2 separate regions of the Mus musculus genome follow, and region 2 is linked to region 1. The links are chromatin contacts, called in public promoter capture Hi-C maps. All regions are on one chromosome and are shown on one strand. The core of a region is the stretch at or near the end of the contact, and the rest is flanking DNA. Distances in the headings are between cores, read along the strand shown. Region 1 overlaps Kcnma1 (potassium large conductance calcium-activated channel, subfamily M, alpha member 1). Region 2 overlaps Kcnma1 (potassium large conductance calcium-activated channel, subfamily M, alpha member 1).

Region 1 (3,772 bases), core at 403-2,902:
TGTGGGCTGTCAGCCAGGACCCAAAAACTCTTAGGAGTCAGCAAGTGCAAATGGCCTTCTTATCCTAAGCTTTCCTAGACCTCGCTGATCACCTTTCTTCCTTCAGTCTTCTAAGCCTCCTTCAACAGCAAGAAGCCAGAAATATCCCTATTTTACAGAAAATGTATCTGTGGGAACTGTTGTGACTTAAAACTCACACAGCCAACAGCTAATGTCAAGTCTGTGATAGGCAGCTGGCTCTTAAGGCAGTAGGGGTCAGTGGGCAAGGCGAATGCCAAGAATGTCACCAAATCTCAATCCTGCCACCTGCTATCTTCATGACTTTGGGAAAATGACTCTAACAAGGAGGACTTGGGTCCCACACCTTTCATCTGGAATATCCTTTATCTCAGGATTCTTGAGAGTGAACAGCAATGTAGCACAAAGATGGAGGAGGATGCTGGCACCATCAGCCCTATTGTCAGCTCAGTCAGTCCCATTCTCTCTTCAATATACTATGTCACATGGAATCTAAACTAAGGGAGGCAGCAACACACACTGGCTTCACCCAGACTCCCTGCGACTTGCTGTCCTTGACCAGCACAACCTTGCGCCGGAACCTCAGAGAGCTCACTTAGCACATGTGATTTCCCTGGAGGACTTTTAATCCCATGCTGGCCTGGATCAACCCCTTTGGCACTTTCCCAGACCTCTAAACCTGACTGGCAAGAAGTCTGAGCATGAGGAATGGAGTTCATAATAACAAGCAATAACCCACTCACCTTTATGTCTGATCTATACAACACTGCTCCTTGATATATGGTATCTTGGCAATAGTGGGTCAATGAGACATGTCGATTTCCATAAGTAATATGTCCATTTCCATAAACAACCATCCCTGCCTTGGCTAGATAGAACCTATGTAGATGAAGTGATACTGAAGAGGGAGGCAGTGAAAGGCATTTCATAATTATTGATGCTCATAGCACCTTAATTCTCATTTTTACTTAGCAAATAGGAGTGAAAAGACAGATAAACTGTGCCCTCTCTCAGATTCCCCTGGATAGTGCTTTGAGGCCTTAAAGAAATATGTTTCAGATTGTGTGATCATTTGGCTTACCCTAACTGCCAGTGTCTTTCATTCAATAGATAAGCAAGATAGATCTACAATTAATTAAATGGTGCTGTCCACTAAGATGAGATTCACTCACATCTACAAATACTGACAGTACCAGGCATTCTCCAAGATCATATACCCATGATGAGAAATGGGCTCTGCTGTCAAGGAAGAAGAGCTCAATGTGGCAGAAAGATTATAGAGACGGTTATAAAACTGTCGTGAGCTAGGTAGCTGGAGCTGCAAAAGAGCCTACGAGGAGCACTTTCCCTAAATGTGGGATCTGAAGATGAGATTTGAGAGTTCAGTAAGGAGGAGAGGGAAGAGGACATGAGTTGTCATGCATCAGAGAAGCCAATGGGCCAAACCCCATTTGTCACCAAGCTAAGGGATGTGAAACAATCTAAATCTGCCCTCAATGCAACAGCTCCCACCCTCACCCAACATTATCCTTGGCTTGGCCAAAAGCTGAGGCAGAGCCAGCTGCTGCACCTTCTGCCAACAGCATGGTGCCAGGTGAGGTATTCTGCCCAGGAGGCACTGAGAATTTGATGTCCCTTGCTAGCTCAGCTCTGAAACCTCCTCCCCACCTGTTGCTGTGACATTAGTTGGTGTCACCTGTGTCCCTAAGTGGCAGAATGGGAAGTTTTGCCATCTGCCTACCCACCCTCTCAGGCGTGGGGCACAGGGGGGGCTGGAGGAGCTGGGAGGCTTGACGAACAGACGAGCAGAGCTCATTTGCCCATGTCCATGGGTGTGACAGCAAGGAAGTAAGGAGGGCTGAAAGAAGAGAAACAGAAAATGTAAAAGAAGAAAATCAGCAGGCTCAGAAGAAAGCCATTTAATACAGCCTGATTCTAACTTCTAAAAATCCAAACTAATGCAAGGAGATTCAAGACTCATTTAACAATAAACCTGTGAGGTGGGGCAGATGGCTCAATAGATAACGTGCTTGTTGCACAAGAAAGTGGGACCCACATAAAAAGCAAAGTACCTGTAATTCCATAGCTGGGAGTATGAGATAGGAGGGCCCATGGGGCTTTCAAGCCAGCTGGTATAGACAATTTCCAAACTTTGTTTTCAGGAACAATCATTGCCTCAAGAATGAAGGTGGAAAGTAACAGAGGAAGGCATCTGACACAACAGGCAGACAGACAGACACAGAGTCAGAGACACAAATGCAGACACAGACATACAGATAGAGCACAAGCCCTCAAGTTGGATGTGATGATGCAGAGATCTCAAGTGATGCTTGGTCCAACCCACCAAGTATCTTTTCCACCCCAATTTCTTCTCTACATTCTCTTAGGTATCTAGGAAAAATAAAACCCTGTCCCAGCACTGATGAGAAATCTGGACCTGTGCCCACAAGCAATAAAATAGAATTCTTCTGATCTCAAAAGGAAAGTATATTCAGGCCCCGGGCAACCCCAGGGACTTAGAGTTGTTCTCAACCCTTGCATGCATCTGATTCACCTGAAGAGAATTTTGAGAGTAAAGATGCCACAGGCATACACTCTCAGATTGAGATTTCATTGGGCTAGCAAGGATTTGAGCCTCTCAAAGGCTCCCTAGATGATGCTAATGTGTATCTAAGACTGAGAGCTGTTAGGCTATGCCAAGAAGTCTGGGGCAGAGAAAGAAAAAGGATAGTCTCTCAGCTCTAGATGCCATTAACTGCAGTGCCAAGTATCACACCTCAACCCCAGTTCCCATAGTATCAGTGATTAAGCAGTGGGAAAGACACAGCTAAACTTGGTGTATAGGTGTTAAAGTCAGTGTTCTCATAGGCTAAATAAAGTTTACAACTGGAAAAACAAGAAACTCAGACTATGTCAAGTTTGAGTCCCAAAATCCACTGGTACTCTCCATCTCCATTATCCCAACCTTAGCTCCACGTCAGAAACCAGAGTGGAAGTGAAACAGTGAAGACAAACTGGCTGAAAGGATGTGGAAGAGAGCTGACAAGAAGCAGTAACAGGCTGAGGATAGACAGAAAAGCATCTTTCTTAAATACTTCCTGGGAGCCTTGGCAAGGGATCTTTTTATTGAAAGAGCACGTGGAAGGAGGTATAGCAAAGCTGGCCTTGTCTGGCACCATGACAACAATGTAGTGATAATACAGGTACCTTAGACAACAACAGTCATCACCTGGCTTACTCATCAATGAAAGCTGGAAAGAAGGCTAGAGGGTAGGAGATAGAGAATTAAAAGGATGGTTTATGGAAAGATATGCTCTTTATATGTGGCAACTTATTTTTTTAAAAAGTCTCAGGCTATTTTTTTTTCTTTTTCAAAGGAAAGAAAGAAAATCTGGCTCTATTGGAACAGAAATCAGTCTTGCCTGACAGTATTTAAATTGAATGTCTGTGAGCCTGGCCCAGAAATTTTAGTGAAAGTAGAAGCTATTAAAAAAAAGTCAATGCAAAAGATTAGAATTTAGAATGCTATTCTAATAATACCCAATTCTACTCGATTTCAAATGGCTGTCATTTTTTAAGCTCCACCAATCTGAAGACACTTGATGGAGAGTGTTCAGAGCTTGGTGATGAAAAGGCTGGATGTCCAGGTTCATCTCAGCAGATGCACCCAGAGTAGATATTGGTTGCTTTTTCATGAATTACTAAGAAGATCTGGCTGGGAGAGGCCACTCTGAGACTGCTTCTTCCTATCTAT
Region 2 (3,772 bases), core at 835-3,334, 150 kb after region 1:
TTGTTCCAGAATGTTCCATAGGTGGTAAGTGTTCTATATGCACAGCTAAGACACTGATCAGACCTAAGTGTCCACAGAACAAAACCTTAGCCATGAGCCTGAAGTTTCATTAAGCTTAAATAACTCTCAAATCACAAATAACAATGAACACGAAAGCTAAGACTTAGGAGAAGATGAGATCATAAAAATAATAAATACAATCTAATACCTATACAATAGAGGCTTAAAATATCAGCCCACACAGTAAAGCACAACCATAATTGTAATGTTCTCAGAGGTGAAGTGGCAGAAAAAAGCCATAAGAGCACTCTGTGCAGAAGCCACCAGCAGAATAAGGCGAAACACTACCCCTCACACCTAAGGAGCAAGACAGGTAGAGCCAACATTGCCATTTGCTAGAGAGAAGTATAAGATGAAATTTTAAAATGTCCCATTACAAAGACATAACGGAGGCTGTAGAGAACCATTTAAAGGGGGAGGAACAAAATGTATTAGCTGGAAGAATAAAAATAAATGACATCTTTTATGAAGTATAAAATGGATAGAATAATACACAGCAAGTTAATGCATACAATTATGTGTTTTGTGTAAGAAATGTATCCTGTATCCTGCACAGATACAATAAAATAAAGTTGAAAGTAAAAGAATAGCCCAAAATATGCCAGCCAAAAACTAAGTGCCAGAATGGGGGCACTAGAGTCAAGGCGAGTAAAATCCAGGGCAATGGATATTAAGTAGGGTGGTGTAGAAGCAGGGTAGAGGAGCATACACAAGTCAGTACAGCCTCAGGAGGAAGGTCAAGAGTTTGAGACCAGCCTGGTCACAGAGAATGACTCTGTCTCAAAATCATAAGTGATAAGCAATCCCCAGAACAGACATAAAGAGCCAGGCATAATGACATGCCTTATAATCCCAGCCCTGGGCAGACAATGACAAGAGCTTACTGCCCAGCCAGGCTGCTCAAGCCAGGCAAGCTCTAGACTCATAAGAAAGCCTTCCTCAATCAAGCTGGAGACAGTAGGCAGTACCTTAGTAACCAAGCCAAAAGTAAACCTCTGTCCTACACACACACACACACACACACACACACATACACACACACACACACACACACACACACACACACACACACCGAGTATATCTGTGCACACATGATGTAGCTGTACACATACTTAGGCACCCATATGAATGTGCATACATGTGTTGCACATTATATATGCCTATGTATAAATGCACACAGAGAGAAATTTCCAATGAATATATAGCATAAGAGAATGCAGGGTGTTTCATATCAATAAGAGTACAATCCAAAATGAGTATCTGGAAGCCCAGGGCCTTTCCACACCAACAAAGCAGATGACAAAAGAAAAACCACTGAATGTTCTCCACCTACTGCTGTTTTTCCTAAACTAGGTTCTCAAACTAGATACAGCCGTGATGCCTGAGAAGGATGCCATTCGTGGGAAACTCAATTAAGCAGTGGTCTGGAGAGAACATGTAGAGATGCCAAGCTCCTAGAGTCTTTTGCAGATGGAGAAACTGGGCCAGGAAGCTGAGTAAGGAGAGTACAGAACAGGGAACCTCAGACCTTGGCACAGCTCTCACATGGAAGCATAACTCAGACTCTTCTAGAACCAGCACCCAGGTGCTTCTGGTGCTGGCTCTGGGCTGACAACCATCTGCGGTGATGAAGTCCAAGGCTTCAGCAGGGCCAGAGCTAAGTCATGTAGTATTTTACCACTGTTCGGGACTTCTATTTGCTCAGCCTTGCAGGGTCTCAGATTCTTCATTCCTGAACAGACCAACACTAGCACCTTCCTCTTGTGTGTGGATGGTTCGTTCAAGCCTGTAGTATGAGTGCTCACTTACACCTCCCTCTGCTTTCCAAGTGTAAGGCAGATCACTCCTCTGTGCCCATGCCCCAGGAGAATGTCACACACACACACACACACACACACACACACACACACACACACACACACGCTAAGAGCAGATCGCAGACCCAAGCTGGGCCCTTGCCTGCTGCATTAGGCAATGTTGTTCCCCCTCCCCGGGGCTCTCCAGCTGGAGCCTGAAGCTGGTGACTCACTCACGGATCCTGTCATCTCTGCCTCTTTCCCCTCCCACACGGCCTCTATCTCTGCCTCCCCACCCAGGTCCTCCCCACTTGCAGCACAGTGGATCTGCAGTGTCCTACCCTGACTGAGGCTGGTCTCTTCAGAGGACAGGAAGTTATCACCCCACGCCCTATCTGAGAGGCTTCTTGTACTGCCTTTCTGCAATAGGCAAAGGACCAGCCCTGACACAGAAATGAACTTGGAGGGGGCAGAGGTGGCACATCCTCCGGGGGCATGGAGGAGTTGGTGCAGAAGAGGGTTCACTGAGGTGGGAGGGAAAGAACCGTTACATTCAAGGCTCCTCCTCTCTGCCCTGAGCTCAGAAATCAGAGGGAGCTGTCAGTGAGCATCTCACTGTAACACTCTGGCTGAAGGAGTGATAAACAGGCACTACCACCCACATAGGAAGGGATCAGGGCAGACTGACGCTGAGACCACACAACAGGTTCACTGCACCTGTAAGCAGACTGAGGTCAGGTGTGTCCTAGTTAAACCCAAATTATCTGTGTGGCGGAAGCTGACTCATAAGAATGCAATTCGTGTCTGACCTGTGGCATGGATTTCTCAGCCGCCAACTGTGCTCCACCATGGTTAGATCACACACATAGCTACAAGTGCCCACAAAGATCACCAGGATGACCTCTTTTGCTAGAAGATGCCTAGGAAGCAAAGCAGATGCTTCAAGCAGCACTGATGTCACAAGCAAGCTTCCAATGCCTGCCTAGTGTTGCCATTAAAACCCAGCAGTAAGACACCTGGGAGAAGAGAAAATCATGAGGCGTGCTCCCCACACACTCCCACGTGTCACCTGACAGCTGACGTGCCTCTTCTCTGCTGCACCATTTTTCCGAGGGGAATCCACCTCGGCACCCCTTCATTCATGGGCACTCATGCCGAGGAAGATGGGGAGACTGAGGCCAGCCCTCAAGCCACCTACCTCTCTCCTCCTTCCTCTCCTAGAATGCCTGTCCCTACCGTTGGCTACCCACCTGATCCTTGTGCCTAGTTCATTGCTCCAGGAAGCTCTCCGTGTAAACTTCCTCCTCTCCCTTGGCCATCCTCAACCCAGATTCTCTGGAGGACTGAGACCCCAGATTTACCCACTGATCATCTGACTTGATCATCCTTATACTTACAGCCTACATTCTTATATTTATAGTATATTGTTATACTTCCTATATATAGTCTGCTCTATAAGAAAACATTGAACCCCCACAGGTCACATCTCTGTGGAGCATGCTGTGGACACTCAGAGGAGGGTTGGAAATCCTTAACTGAGTTCAAATTTGCCCTCAACTGGTTACCCTTCCTTTGCATTGGGCATGCCAGGTAGTGTCACCATTCCTCAGTTTACCCTCCTGGGGAAAGGCAATGATAATAATCACTGTCTTCCTAGGCCACTGTGAGGATTGTATGAGATCATATGTACAAAAGCTCCAAGCATCTCCAATGCAGTGTGAACTGATTATGTCTGATATCATGGGCCTACCGTCCAACCACTGGAGCATGGCAGTGCAACCTCTAATCTCAGCACGCAGGAGGTTAAGGCAAGGAGATCACAATTGTGGCCAAACATTCTCTGTACAGAATCTACTGAAGGCCCGCCAGGATAGTGTAGAGAGACTTTGTGTCAAAATGACATACATAAACATATA

The links. Capture Hi-C pulls out chosen DNA fragments and counts their contacts.
Region 2: a promoter capture Hi-C map of pancreatic islet shows a contact between it and region 1. The contact joins two enhancer-like sites. A contact is called at or near these places in 1 of 484 Hi-C or Micro-C datasets (nephron progenitors) and 2 of 9 other capture datasets (adipose tissue and pancreatic islet).

The regions. Positions count from the first base shown.
Region 1 is chr14:23,733,784-23,737,555 of GRCm38.p6, forward strand. All of the region lies in intron 2 of Kcnma1 (potassium large conductance calcium-activated channel, subfamily M, alpha member 1), which reads right to left. Among named protein-coding and RNA genes, the nearest start is that of Gm51422, 86 kb to the left of the region's middle. Within about 2 kb of position 1,653, at least 1 of the 459 cell types and tissues checked has an H3K27ac peak or open chromatin away from gene starts, as enhancers often do. A contact at or near this core is called in pancreatic islet, where this site is marked.
Region 2 is chr14:23,883,652-23,887,423 of GRCm38.p6, forward strand. The region is part of intron 1 of Kcnma1 (potassium large conductance calcium-activated channel, subfamily M, alpha member 1); the gene reads right to left. Among named protein-coding and RNA genes, the nearest start is that of Kcnma1, 120 kb to the right of the region's middle. Within about 2 kb of position 2,085, at least 62 of the 459 cell types and tissues checked have an H3K27ac peak or open chromatin away from gene starts, as enhancers often do. A contact at or near this core is called in pancreatic islet, where this site is marked.